Regions from separate parts of the Pan troglodytes genome. Here region 2 is linked to region 1. A link is a contact called in public Hi-C data. All regions are on one chromosome and are shown on one strand. Each heading gives the region's core, a stretch centred on a gene start, on an enhancer-like site or on the middle of the called end of the contact. The rest is flanking DNA. Distances are from core to core; before and after follow the strand shown. Region 1 holds the start of LHX2 (LIM homeobox 2). Region 2 overlaps DENND1A (DENN domain containing 1A).

Region 1 (2,700 bases), core at 55-2,554:
TGCCGGAAAGCTGGGAGCGGCCCAAGCCGGCTGGAGCTCCAATGCTCCCAGCTGGTTCGCCCTTCCCTGGCGCCGCTTGCGGCGCCGCCAGCAACCGGAGCCGAGAGGTGGAGGAGAGCGCGGGGCTGTCGACCCCGGCACCGGGCAAGGTGAGAAGGGAGCCGCCCCGGGCCGCGGATGGGACTTCGCTTCCAGTTCGGAAGAAACGCTCTCCTCTACCCCCAGGGCCGAGATTTCGGTTTCAACCTTGTTTCCCTTCTGCGTCCCAGCAGCCGGGTTTCCCCCGAACCGGGAGCCACCGGCCTTGCATTCTGACCGAGGATCCCCAGCACCCAGTCCCGTGCGGCACGAAGGACGCTCCCCAAACTTCGGGGAGCAGAGGCGCTGACTGGCCCGGCCCCATCCCAGCTCTCAGCCCCGACCCCACAGCCGCGCGCCTACCGTCTCGGTGTCGCCGCGGTCGATGGCGGAGCTGATGGCGGGAGCCTCGCTCTTGGCCCTGCGGTCCATCTCGTCGATGACCCCGTGCACCTCGGGGCCCGACAGACTGTGGAACAGCATCGCGGCGGGACCGGCGGGGCCGGGGGCGCGGCTCCTCCGAGGGAGGGCTTGCCCCCCGCCTCAGCTGCCTGGCGCTCCTGGCGCTAACGGGCCCGGTGCATCGCCACCGCGGCCCCGGCCCCGCCCGAGCTCGGCTGAGCCCCCAGGCCGGGCTCCGGGCCCCGGGCGCTCGCGGGGCAGGACGCCTCCCGCCGAGGCGCGGGGGCAGCTACATTGCGGGGCGCCTGGGCGACGGCGCCAAAGCCAGGGTCACAAGGGCACGGGACAAGCGGGGCGGGGGGAGCAGGAGACTAGGGCAGAGGTCGGCGCCCGCCGCGGGCGCTTTCACGCCGCGGGCATCGCCCGCCCGGCTTCAGCGCCCGGGGCGCAAAGCAAGGGCGCAAACTCTGCCCGAGGCGGCGACGGCTGCGGTCGGGGTTCACCCAGAAGCTGCTAGGTGTCCGCGGCGGCCCAGCTGCCTGGACCCCTCCCCTCCCTGGCGTGCGCCCCCAGCCCAAGGCGACCCTCTTGGGCGCTGAGTCGGCGACTGGAGTAGGGGTTTCTCCGAAGCCTGCGAGCCGAGTCGAGCCACCGGGAGAATTGAAGAGGAGGAGGAAGAGGAGGAGGAGGAGGCGGAGGAGGAGGTGGAGGAGGAGAAAAAAGAGGAGGAGCAGAGTGGGAGGAGGAGCCGCCGGCCGCGGGCCCAGCCGCGCGCAATGCTCTCCAAGCGCGCGCCTAGCCCAGCCCCGGCTCTGCAGTCCGCGCCAGCGCAAGCCTCCGCGCCTTTTCTACAGCCGCGCCTGACATCACGTCCTGCCGCCGTGCCATTGGCCGCTCGGCGCCCCAGGCCCTGGCAGCGCGTGCTCCGGGAAGGCGGGAGACCCAAGAGGGAGGGGAGAGGCAAGAGGAGCAGAGGAGAGTCGAGATGGTGGGAGCTGGTGGGCGAGGCTGGAGGGCGGGGGTGGGAGGGAGGCAGGGAGGAGGGAGAGCGCGGGGTTTGGAGTTTTTAAGATACGAACAGCTTCCTGCGATATCTTCAGAAAGGAAAATTAAACCCTCTATCCTAAGAAGGCGCAGCAAGGGGATGCTCGTCTCACTGCGGTCTCCCTTCGGCCTGGAGCCGCGGCCTCAGGCACCCGCCTGGGAGGCCCGGGAAGGCAGGCCTGTGGCAGAGTTGCAAGAGCCTTCGGCCGGCCGTTTCCCATCGAGCTCCGCCTTCGGCCCGGGCTCTGCACAGCGGGCTGCAGGCGGCCGTGCAAGCCTCCTGGGTACCCGGCAGAGCCTGAGTGGCGAGACCGGCGAGAGCTGTGACTCCCGGGGAGGGGGGCCAGCCAGCATATCCACGCTCCAAGCCCGCTAGGGCCCAATCTGCAGCCCAGCATGTAGCTTCTCGCTCTTCCCGGTCTCTCCCCAGCCTGGAAGAGTGGGGGCGAGCATGGCTTTAGGAACTCAGAAAGGCCAGGGTTCGAATCCTAGCTCTGCCATTTACATGCACTGTAACCTTAGGCAGTGACTTATCCTCCCTTAGCCTGTTTCTGACCTTTATAATGGGCGACAAGAAGCTCTCCTCCGCATGGACGTGATGATTGAAAGAGACTGTGGATGTAAAATGCCTGGAACATAGTAGGCACTTAGCAAATTGTTTCATCACTCCCTCTTGCTCCTTTTCCATTAAAAACTTTCTCACTCCAAGACACATTCGATATCAGTGAGGTTCTTAAAAACCACAGGCCTATTCTCTGCCCACTGGGCACACCATGTCTCAGACCCCGCTGATGGCGCGAGTCCTCCTTACCCGCCTGGCTGCACCACCTCCCCAGGGGCCAACAAAGTAGCGTGCTGGGTAAATCCCAACTGCTACCCCCAGCCTCCAGGTTTCAGGCTCACCCTAGAGTCTCCTGGGGACTGGAGGGAAATACCCAGGTGTCTGGTGGGGGAGGGATTTAGGAAATAAAATGATTGTAGACAAAAACTGAATAAGCACTTCGGTTACAGAGTCCCATCTGGGTCTGCTTCGGAGGCAGGTTTGGCTCCGTCTAATAGGGACAAGGCGGGTGTCAGTCTGAAATGACTTGTTTGCCAGGACAGGTAAGGGGATAGTCAGGACCTGCGGTTTACCTCACAGGGTACAGAGTTGAGGCATGAAATCATGTTTTTCAC
Region 2 (2,700 bases), core at 188-2,687, 230 kb after region 1:
GGTAAGAAGGTTTTTTACCCTTGTTAAGGATTGTAAAAAAAACAAACAAGAACATGTGACAGAGACCATAAGTGGCCCGCAAAGCCTAAAATATTTACAATCTGGCCCTTTTGAGAAAAGTTTGCCGGCTCCTTCCTTAGGTTATAAGTTACACATGAAAGGAATCCAAAATTTCATAGGATAAGCTCAAACTGATGACTTCAATTCCAGAATGTCTTAACACTTTGAAAGAGTGACTTACCTGTTGAATCAGGAGAACACATTTTTGGTGGTGAAATGAAGACTTGATTGAAAGACTGCCTTGTATGATTTGACAGTACAGTCAGATGGTAAAAGAACTTCTGTACTGTATGATGTTTCAGAATAGTTCTGTAAAGTGTCTGAATGTACTCTGGTACCATTGTTGTGTTTAATTTGTCCGAGGCAGCCTCAGGTAAACACTAGAATCTGTTTGTTGCAGCAAGATATGCAAAGTAAAATGAAATATGTATGTGAGATTGTATTATTTTATTGTATTTTGCTGGACTTCTGAAGGGACTTTTTTTTCTACTTGCAAAAAATTAAAACCCTTGAGTGTTAGATGTTAGAAAACTTTTTGAATTATATAATTTCTTTATTTCAGTAGTGTTTCATATCACCTCCTTCTGTCTTTGTAATGAAATGTCATCAATCTGTTCTGAGCATAATTTTTTTCAGTTCTGAATCCTCCTTATCCTCCTTATATCTTCCTATTCTTTCTATCAGAATCTGCAAGTTGTAGGAAATAAAAGTTGATTTGAAACAGTTCTGTAACACTAAACAGATGACTGTTTAGTGAGACGTTCTAATCAATTGCTAAATAATTCTCTCTCAAAAGCAGATTTGATATTTACATTTTGATTTTCATATTCTGCTCACAGTGTTTGTTGACGGTGGCTAACATTCCCTGCCACTGGATAAATAAAGCCTATTATTTCCTTTTCAACATTTTAGGCTATTATTCTCATACAAGAGCTAATAAGCAGAAGGTTAGGTATATTACCAAACTATGATCCTGTCTATCAGAAGAAACCAGGAACCTTGATTAATATGCCTTGTTAACTGATGATTTCAGTTCCATATTGGTAGTGCTAGAATAATTTGTATAAACCAAGCAGTACAGATTCCTTATTTTAGCACTAAGACTTACAAAAGCTTCTTTTAGCAGCCTTTAATTTTGTACTTATGTATGTGACATAGCCTGTGGCTGTGATAGCTACTGTGAAGCTGCAGTTGTTTTGGGATGAAAGGAAGAGGCAGCTGGAAACTCGGTAGCTACATCTAGCTGTCTACCTAGAGAAGGCCTTGATTTCAAGTTTATCTAAACAAGCTCGACTAATCCCAACTATCTAGGGGGATCCACTGTCAAAACAAGCAGCGTGGCCCTGAGGCAAACACAGCTATACAGAAATGAAGGCTGGGGCTTCCAATACTCCAATGACTGCATACTGGAGGCCTTTTTCCCCCCTGAAAGAGGGTAAGAGAGGTAGAATTTGCATAATGCCTTTTCATTGGAAACTTTTGGAAAGCTGACAGACCTTCAGCTTATAGATCTGTAGCCACAATACAGAGTCTATAGGAGAATCCTTGAATGACCTAACCATATTGAAAGAAAATATAAAAGCGTCCAAGTATAGCCAAGTGAGAGAGGAAAAGAGGCTGATGCATTGTCTAACATCTGCTGTACTTCTCGTTAGTTTTGTTCTTTGCTATTCTGTGTGGACTTTGGAGAAGCCTAAGACAGCCTAACATGAATCCTATAATCTTCCTTCTGAATATTTATGTAGCGTGCCAGCTTCTAAGCTGTCCTTTGCGTTTTCCTACTTCCCCCTCATTTTCATGCTCTCAAATGAGGCCAACATTTCAAAAGCTAAATAAATGTTTGTGAATGTTTATAAAAGATTTGCATAAATTTGTCCTTGTCTGACAAAGATCACTTTTTTCTTATGCCAGTTCTGAAAAAAAATTTTTTTAAGGTTTTGGTGCTTGTCTTGACAACAGAGTCCTGCATCCCAGAACAATGATTGCTGATTAAGTGGGTATGCAATTGTGACTGAATAGGCTTTCAAGATTCTGAGTAAAAAGACCTATCATCTGAAGGCTGAATTATAGAATTTAGAAAATGTTATCAGAAGTACACATTTAAATCTATTTTTTGGTACCATATCATTAGGTAAGACAAAGCATTCTTACAAGTTAAAAGTATAGCCACCCATGGTTTAAAAAATTATCCTGTATAAATTTTAATAATTAGAATGTTTCAATAACTCAGTATATCACTTTTCTTCCCTATGTTTGAACATATTTAAAAATAATTTTTAGACCTTTAGGTACTTTTTGGAAACTGTAACTCTACCAGTTGTATGCGTTAATACGGTTACTGGGGTGGTGATCAGAGGGAATTTACCAGGCAGTCCTTTAAGATATCTGAATGCTCAATCATACCTTGAGAAAATATAAACTACATGAAGTATGTGTTAGGGCTTAATTATAGGACACACATACACAGCGCCCAGACACTTATGCCACCGACGGGTGTTTGCTGAATTCATTTATCTTTTAAAATGAGAATGGATTTTGTGGGGTGGCAGGGGAAGTTGTGGGTAGAGGTGCTAATTTAGTTCAGAGATATTTGAAGATTGGCAGGAGAGAGAGGTAACAGCCAGTTCTGTTAGTCCTTTG

Evidence for each region. Hi-C and Micro-C count contacts between places; a contact is called where the count stands out from the background.
Region 2: a contact with region 1 is called in a Hi-C map of stem cell-derived neural progenitor cells, with 4 times the contacts expected there. The contact joins the enhancer-like site here to the promoter of LHX2 in region 1. A contact is called at or near these places in 1 of 7 Hi-C or Micro-C datasets (stem cell-derived neural progenitor cells) and 1 of 1 datasets of contacts at active chromatin or transcription factors (stem cell-derived excitatory neurons).

What each region holds. Positions count from the first base shown.
Region 1 is chr11:14,444,072-14,446,771 of NHGRI_mPanTro3-v2.0_pri, forward strand. LHX2 (LIM homeobox 2) reads right to left here and starts at 1,305. Exons shown (of 5, transcript XM_016961627.3): 1 at 442-1,305. The coding sequence starts at 561.
Region 2 is chr11:14,669,229-14,671,928 of NHGRI_mPanTro3-v2.0_pri, forward strand. The region is part of intron 3 of DENND1A (DENN domain containing 1A); the gene reads left to right. Among named protein-coding and RNA genes, the nearest start is that of DENND1A, 150 kb to the left of the region's middle. Within about 2 kb of position 1,438, at least 6 of the 24 cell types and tissues checked have an H3K27ac peak or open chromatin away from gene starts, as enhancers often do. A contact at or near this core is called in stem cell-derived neural progenitor cells, where this site is marked.